2 separate regions of the Mus musculus genome follow, and region 2 is linked to region 1. The links are chromatin contacts, called in public Hi-C maps. All regions are on one chromosome and are shown on one strand. The core of a region is the stretch at or near the end of the contact, and the rest is flanking DNA. Distances in the headings are between cores, read along the strand shown. Region 1 holds the start of Synpo2 (synaptopodin 2). Region 2 overlaps Sec24d (Sec24 related gene family, member D (S. cerevisiae)).

What was found. Hi-C and Micro-C count contacts between places; a contact is called where the count stands out from the background.
Region 2: a contact with region 1 is called in a Hi-C map of uterus, with 5 times the contacts expected there. The contact joins the enhancer-like site here to the promoter of Synpo2 in region 1. A contact is called at or near these places in 18 of 39 promoter capture datasets (the 3T3-L1 cell line, 3T3-L1-derived adipocytes, the HPC-7 cell line and 14 more), 1 of 15 datasets of contacts at CTCF or cohesin (CD8 T cells), 59 of 484 Hi-C or Micro-C datasets (the AML12 cell line, the BV-2 cell line, CD4 T cells and 35 more), 12 of 115 datasets of contacts at active chromatin or transcription factors (PVALB interneurons, a beta-TC-6 cell line, bone marrow-derived dendritic cells and 8 more) and 5 of 9 other capture datasets (adipose tissue, embryonic stem cells, liver and 2 more).

What each region holds. Positions count from the first base shown.
Region 1 is chr3:123,234,442-123,238,024 of GRCm38.p6, reverse strand. It overlaps Synpo2 (synaptopodin 2), which reads left to right and starts at 1,876. Exons shown (of 5, transcript NM_080451.2): 1 at 1,876-2,122. The coding sequence starts at 2,018.
Region 2 is chr3:123,306,113-123,309,801 of GRCm38.p6, reverse strand. The region is part of intron 8 of Sec24d (Sec24 related gene family, member D (S. cerevisiae)); the gene reads right to left. Among named protein-coding and RNA genes, the nearest start is that of Sec24d, 40 kb to the right of the region's middle. Within about 2 kb of position 1,396, at least 7 of the 459 cell types and tissues checked have an H3K27ac peak or open chromatin away from gene starts, as enhancers often do. A contact at or near this core is called in pancreatic islet and uterus, where this site is marked.

The sequences.
Region 1 (3,583 bases), core at 627-3,126:
TCATACCCCTTCTTTAACTGTAATACAGAGGGAATCAGTTCTTCCTTAAATTAACTATTATCAAGTATTTGGTCATATCAATAAGAAAAGTTCTAACCGATACTGTGAAAACATCGTGGAGAGCCAACTACAAGCCACACTGTGAACCACCCATCTCTAGAGGGACCCTGATCTCAGAACCTTCCCACTTTTGCCTTGCTGTGACAAAGTATTTGACAGAAGCAACCTAAAGGAGGAAAGGCTTATTCTGGTTACAGGTTTAGGGATACAGTCTATCATAGCAGCAGGAAAGCATGGCCCATGCCCCTCAGATGCTGAAGCAGATATGAAGCAGAAAGTTTTGGCCAGAGCCAGAAGTGGACATGGCCCTTTAAGGCCCACCCTTGGTGACCCACCTGTGCTAGGTTAGACACAGTCACAATGATTCCACAGTCTCCAAAAGTGGTGCCACCAGACCAAGTGTTCAAACACAAGACATTTGAGCTGTAACCCCTCTAGCACTGTGAAATGTGTTTGCTGCAAAAGTCCAGCAGTCTGTGATCTTTGCCTGGTGTTAGCAGCCCCAGCAGTGAGGCATGCCCAAGTGCTCCAAGACTGAGAAAGGCAGCAACTCTGAGCTCTGCGCACCAACAGTTGTCGCTGGTGTGCATGTCCCCTGTTCTGTGATCCTCCTGAGGGAATGTAGACAGCCAGGAGCAGCAGTGCCTCCACATACCACCTTCAGCCTCAGAACAGAGAGGTTTTTTTTAGTAAACAGAGTGGAAAATGCCTCAGAGGGAGGGCTGAGGACATCCTCTCTCACTGCTGGTTCTGCTGCCCCGCCCCTCCCACTGGAACGCCAGAGCTCTGTCAGCACCTGCTCAGATGGCATTTCGATAATGTGCCTTGGGAAGGCATAAATATTCCAGGCCCACCAGGCCTTAGTGGGTCAGTAGGTAACGAGGAATCCTCTGACAGAAATCTTGTAGCACATGTCACGGTGACTGCACAAATGTTTAGGCATCACGTTGATTATCTTTGTATGGGGGGAAGAGGGGCTGGAGCTTGGGCAGCTGAAGGCGGTTAGGAGAGGGAGAGCCAGTTTTCCTCAGGGGCTGTGACACTGAGGCTACCACTAGATTATCCTTCACCCACATAGATTGGTGACACCAAGAGGACTCCGTCGTCTAACAAATGAGCACATGAAACTGGAAGGGAGTTGTAGCAGTGGGAAGAGGGGAAGGATGGGGTGGAAAGGGGCCAGGACATGGATTGGATCTAAACACATGGTATGCATGCATTCTCAGACAATACCAGCAAAATCGAAAACATCTTAAACCTTGCGATAGAAAGTTATTAGGAGATAGTTTACTGTGGAAGGCCCTCCTTCTCCTCCTCTAAACATATGTTAGTTCAGAAAAGCACAATTTCAGAAAACATTTTCAAAAATGCTCTTGTTTTATTCCCCCCACCCCTTAAAGGGTTGCTTTCTTCGGGCAGCAGGTAGAACAGCAACGAAACTTGTTTTATCTTTTCTTTCTCATTCATCAATGTGGCAAACATAGAAGTGTTTCTTTGAGAAAGTCTAACTCTCTAGTAATGAGAGAGCTTACGTTTTAGCTGCTTACTTGTGGAGGTTAAAACTCCCACAGCCCGGCTACTATTTATAGAATAATTAAATCTCGGTTCTATTCAGGTGCTGGCACGGAATCTGCTAAAGCAAGAGCAATGTTGTCCTCCCCGCTCTCCATTGGCCCCATTCTGTCCCAAACAGGGATTTTTCTTTTAGTGCGAGGCTCTGTCCTTTTAGCTGAAAAGTGGGCCGAGCAAAGAGCGTGACGCAAGAGAGGGCGGTACAGGTGCTGGGAGGGCGGTGGGGAGGCTCGGCCTCCGCGCACTTTCCCCGCAGCCGGCAGCGGGGCAGCCTTGCGTCCTGCACCCTCTGCACCACCAGCCCAGCTTAAGACGCGTCCTCTCCTGCACCGCGGCTTCCCCTGGCTTTCTCAAGCTCTTGATGCTGCCCAACTGAAAGGAGAAGATGGGCACCGGAGATTTCATCTGCATTTCCATGACTGGAGGGGCGCCCTGGGGGTTCAGACTGCAAGGAGGCAAGGAGGAGCAGCAGCCTTTGCAAGTTGCAAAGGTAGGAGGACCGAGAGAGGCTGTTGGATGCGGGGAAGGTGGGGAGGGGGATGAAAACAACCTGTTGATGGTCTTTCAGGTCATTTGCTTGTCTTCTGCGCTGTTGGTAAACTTATCGAGAATGTGGCTTTAAAAAAAAATTTTTGTGGGAAAATGTATACCATATGTCATATAATTAGCTATCAATCAACGGAGGGAATGCTAATCCTATCATGTGAAATACAGGCTGGTTAATTATCATCTGACAGCCAGCAACCTTAAGCTGCTTCCATAGCATTCTCTCCTTCATGTGTTGCTGGACTCTCCACAGAGGAGACAGGCCTCAGCTCCCCGTAACCACTGGGCATGGACATTTGGTGGGCTCTAACAAATAATTGGTAGTGACATTTATTGTGCAACAGGCGTAAAAGGACCAGTTTGGGGCAATAATCTTTAAGGTATAAAGAACTGTCATGAGATCTGTTTAAGAGACTAGCCTTTTAAGGATTTAAAGAACTGTATATTCCATTGACTATACTCATGTGGCTAAGAGCTCAAGATAGTCATAGATACTTTATTATTTTTTAAAAAATTTATTTTATTAAAATATAATTACATTATTTCCCTCCACTCTTTTTCCTTCCTCCAACTCTGCCTATGTACCCTCCTTCCCCAATTTCTGGATTCTTCTTTAATGTTTAAATATGTAAGTATGTATTTATGTATGTATGTATGGGTACATATATATGTATATATATATGCATAAACTATATAAGTACAGCCTGCTGAGTCTCGTCAGTGTATTCACAGATTCTTTACAATGCATTAATTACAGCTTTCTGGTGCACCTAATAGCTATTTAATACGTTGTTTATCTTTGTCACATTAGATTGATTTTCAGTTTAGCATAATACCCATAATCTCATTTAGATTCGAACTGGCATTCAGCTAAAATGAAGTTAGAAAGCAAGAAAGTAAAAAACTTTTCATCAAATGTTAACATGGAACTGTAGAATTCTGTGCCAGTATTGGAAGGCATCAAAGGTTACTTTCTTGTTGCATAGCTATAGCTAAAATGAATCTAGGCCTCTATGAAGCCCATGGGTCACCGCCTTTGTAGCTATATTCTTTTTTCCCTTTCATAAATGTTCCCTGTGAAGACCGACGTTTCTTTGAAAATTTCTGCTCTCGAGCATCTATTGGAACATTCTTTCTTTGGTAGTTGAATCCTGCCACCTAGTGAGAGGTGCAGAAATGGAAGTTGTGAGCACAGAACTGGAAGATGAAAGCCACTTAGATCTAGAAAGTTCCTCAGACGTCCCAGGTCTTTTAGTTCTTTTGGGACATGGTGTCCTCACCTCGAGCTCCTGTTTGGGAGGGCAGAGAGATGAAAGGATTGGAAGGGAGCTCTGCTGGAATCCTTTAGGAGCCAGGAACCAACAGCAGATAAAACGTGAATGCCAGATTCAGCACATTGCACGGC
Region 2 (3,689 bases), core at 147-2,646, 72 kb before region 1:
TGACTTAAAACACAAAAAGCACATATTCAGACTTAAATCAGTTTGATCCAAGTTAGCTATCTCGGGAGGAGACTAAGAGTAGTTTTACTCATGCCTTGTTAAAAATCAGGCAAATTCACTGCAGTGGGCACAGGATACCCAACAAGGACACTGTCAGGGGCCGAAATCCCATGTCCAGGAAACACGACAGAACTTCTTATTTTGCATATTCTTAGGGTAGCTTTTAAGATATAAACTCATCTTCTCTTGATTATGAAAGTTATAGGTATCAAAGGCAAGGCAGGAAAAGTCCATCTTCATCTCCCCACCCCAAGGAGGAGATAATTCACTTCTTCCGGGCTCATTTATGAGACCACAGCTGCTCAACAGCAGGACTCGAGCTGCAAAAGTTCAGCGGGTTTTAGAATCAGCCCTAGTCTCAAACTGGCACACACAGCGGCTAGGATGTTTCTCTTCCTAAGCCTTAACGGTGGTAACAATGTTTCTCTTCCTACCTGTGCGCCTCCCTGCTGTGAAGGGTGAGGCAGCTCTGCAAACAGCAGCATGGGACCAGGGCACAACACACTAATGAAAAAAACTGAAATGCTGAGAGCAGGGCACAGCTGTGCCAGCACTAATATAGTAATTTACATACTGACTTAGTCAAGGGGTGAATTCACATACTTATATGTATATTTTAGAAGTATGTATATTGTATGTGTAAAAGGAATCTCAAAAAAATAAAATAGGTAAGAGCTGTCTGAAAAGCGGTGGTGGGACGGCAGCAAGGGAAGCGAAGAGGCTCCTTCCCTGTGACCACTCATTCACACTTTATAATTCAAATGTCATCATCTCAGCTACGTGAAGAATAATGCTGCATAGTGTCCTAAGGTGAGGACAAACATCAAGTGTACCCATGTTTGTCCCTAGAGAAAAGAGGAGGAGCAACGAATGGGTTTCAGGAAAGTGGAAATTACATATACCTAGGATGTGTTCATTCCCTTAAAATCACAATATAACAAATATTAATAATTATTAATGACGTGTATATGAGCAGCATAATAGTCAGTGTACAATTTTAAAATTAAATTAAATTTTGCTCAAATCAAAAACCTTGAAATAAAGACTACCTCATAGAGTCTACCACATACTCATCCTGATTGCTAGCATTAAAACAAAGACATCACTGACCCTCGGGCAGCCCCTGGCAATGTTAATGCAAGGTGAGCAAAAGGATCGGTCAGTGAGCTTCTTTTAAATCCACTGAGTATCACCTCGGGAGGCTGAGGTGTATTCGTGGATGTTAGCTTAAGAAAAATGAGCGTCTGTTCACGGAGAGAGTTGTACAACATATTCACAGCACTTTTATTAATGAGGTAGAGAAAGCCCAGATGTCTACCAATAAAATCCTGCGTAAGCAGACTGCCATATCTGTACAACAAAACACTTCTCAGAAACAAAAAGAAAGGCTGCTGATCCGTGAACCTCACTGTGTCGCGCGAGAGAAAACGCTTTCACAGCATTTCTATCCTCTGTAACCTTAGCCATAGAAGGCACTGGGTGAGAAATTCAAGTCTGCCATAGAAAACGTCGGAACCGTGGATACCTAAGAAGGGAGGTGGTGTGACGGGTGGGAACGGCTGAGTGGCCGTGAGGGGCTTCTTTCTCTAGAGGAACCATGATAGGTTACATTTTGGTAGGCACTGAGGTTACACAGGTATACGGATTTGCTGAAATGTAATTAACGCTGGCTTTAACTCATGCATTTCTTTTCATTTTGTTTTTGTTTTTGTTTTTAAAGGAAATCATTTAATTGGGGGCTCGCTTACAATGTCAGAAGGTTAGTTATATTATCATCATAGTAGGGAGTAGACATGCATGTCTCTATAGCTGTAGCTGTAGCTGAGAGTTTACATCTTGATCTTCAGGCAGCAGGCAAGAGAGAGAGAGAGAGAGAGACAGACAGACAGACAGACAGACAGACAGAGACAGAGAGAGAGAGAGAGAGACAGAGACAGAGAGAGACAGAGAGACAGAGAGACAGAAAGACAGAGAGAGACAGAGACAGAGACACACTGGGCCTGGTGTAAGCTTGTGAAACCTTAAAGGCCACTCCCAGTGACACATCTACTCCGAAGGCTGCATCTCCTCCAACAAGGCCACATTACCTAATCCTTTCCAAACAGTACATCAAGTGGGGACCAAGCACTCTTACGCATCATCCAACGGAGGGCATTTGTGTTCAAACCACCACATTCTACTCGCTGACCCCCATGCGAAGACATCCACTTCTTAAAGAGCATGAGATCTTGGGTTTGATCAGCAGACCACAAAAGGATGTACGTTCATAAACTAACTCTGTCTCAGTAAGCAGATCGTGGACATTAGTTAATAATGTGTGATGAGTGAAGCATATTGGACATTGACAATTCACCTTAAGACACTTCCAAAATAAATAAATAAATAAATAAATAAATAAATAAAGATAGACATGTGACAGACAACCACCATTAGGAGCATTTACATGATGACATGAAACTATCACACTTTTCTCTTCTTTCCTCCCTTCCATGGGTTGTTGGGAATAGCTACGACAGACTTTAATGAAGCTCCCTCTGTTGTACACAGCAGGATCTCCTCGTCAGTACACACAGGCCTATGTTATCCTCCTTAAGTTGATGGAGCTGGAGAGATGGCTCGGTGGTTAAGAGCACTGACTGCTCTTGCAGAGGACCAGGGTTCTATTCCCCACACACATAGCAACACACAACCATCTGAATTTTATCACAGGGGATAAAAACAACCTCTTCTGACCTCCTTGAATACTTGTACACAGACCAAAAACTCATGAATATGAAATACTTTTTAATGAAGTTTTAAAGGCTTGTGTAGCACTGCATGGAGCCACGGGAGTCACAGGCGCCATCTTTCTTCTTCCCCTCAGATGAGCACCCTCCTCCCCCACCTCTCCTCCTCACCTCTTCCTCTCCCTTGGAAAGAGAATCCGTTCTCTCCAGCAAAGGATCTCCCCACTCTGTAGATGTTGCTCCTTATAATAGATCAGCCTCCTTCTACGAATCCCTAGACCCGAGGCTCAGGGTCCTTGGAGCGGGAGTGGGAACTCTAACTTGAAGCACAGCTACTGGAATAGAACGGCTGCACTAAGGGGCTGCGCTCCTGTGAGCGGCCACATCAAAGCCTCACTGAGCTGAGACTTTCTTTGCTATGGGCCTTCCCTCCCTGAGCGTCTGAGTAGCCATCACTGAGGACATTTATAAAAGGAATGGTTGCCGTGAGGAACAGAATTCTGTCCGTCCAGATATCATGATCGAGTACTTCAGCAACCTAACGCTCGATTAAGAGTAGCAGCAACCTACAACCACGGATTTTACACATAAGCCCCTTTTCTACTTTGTTTTACCTCTAAACTAAATATTGGGTATATCCCTACAAACAAGTACACATATAGCTCTACCTCTGCTGTGTTTCTAACATTTAGTTTATGCGCATTCTGACACAGTAACTATTAAAGCAGATGTAATAAGATCAAGGACTTCTCTCGCCAGAACACCTCCATGGCAGGGCCCTGAAATGCGCATCAGGCCTCCCTGACAGTTGCGTGGTTTGTCACTACACCACCTACTCCTGGACAACACGTTTTGTGTGCACTATTAAGGTGGATCAAAATATGACTCAGACCATCATGACTA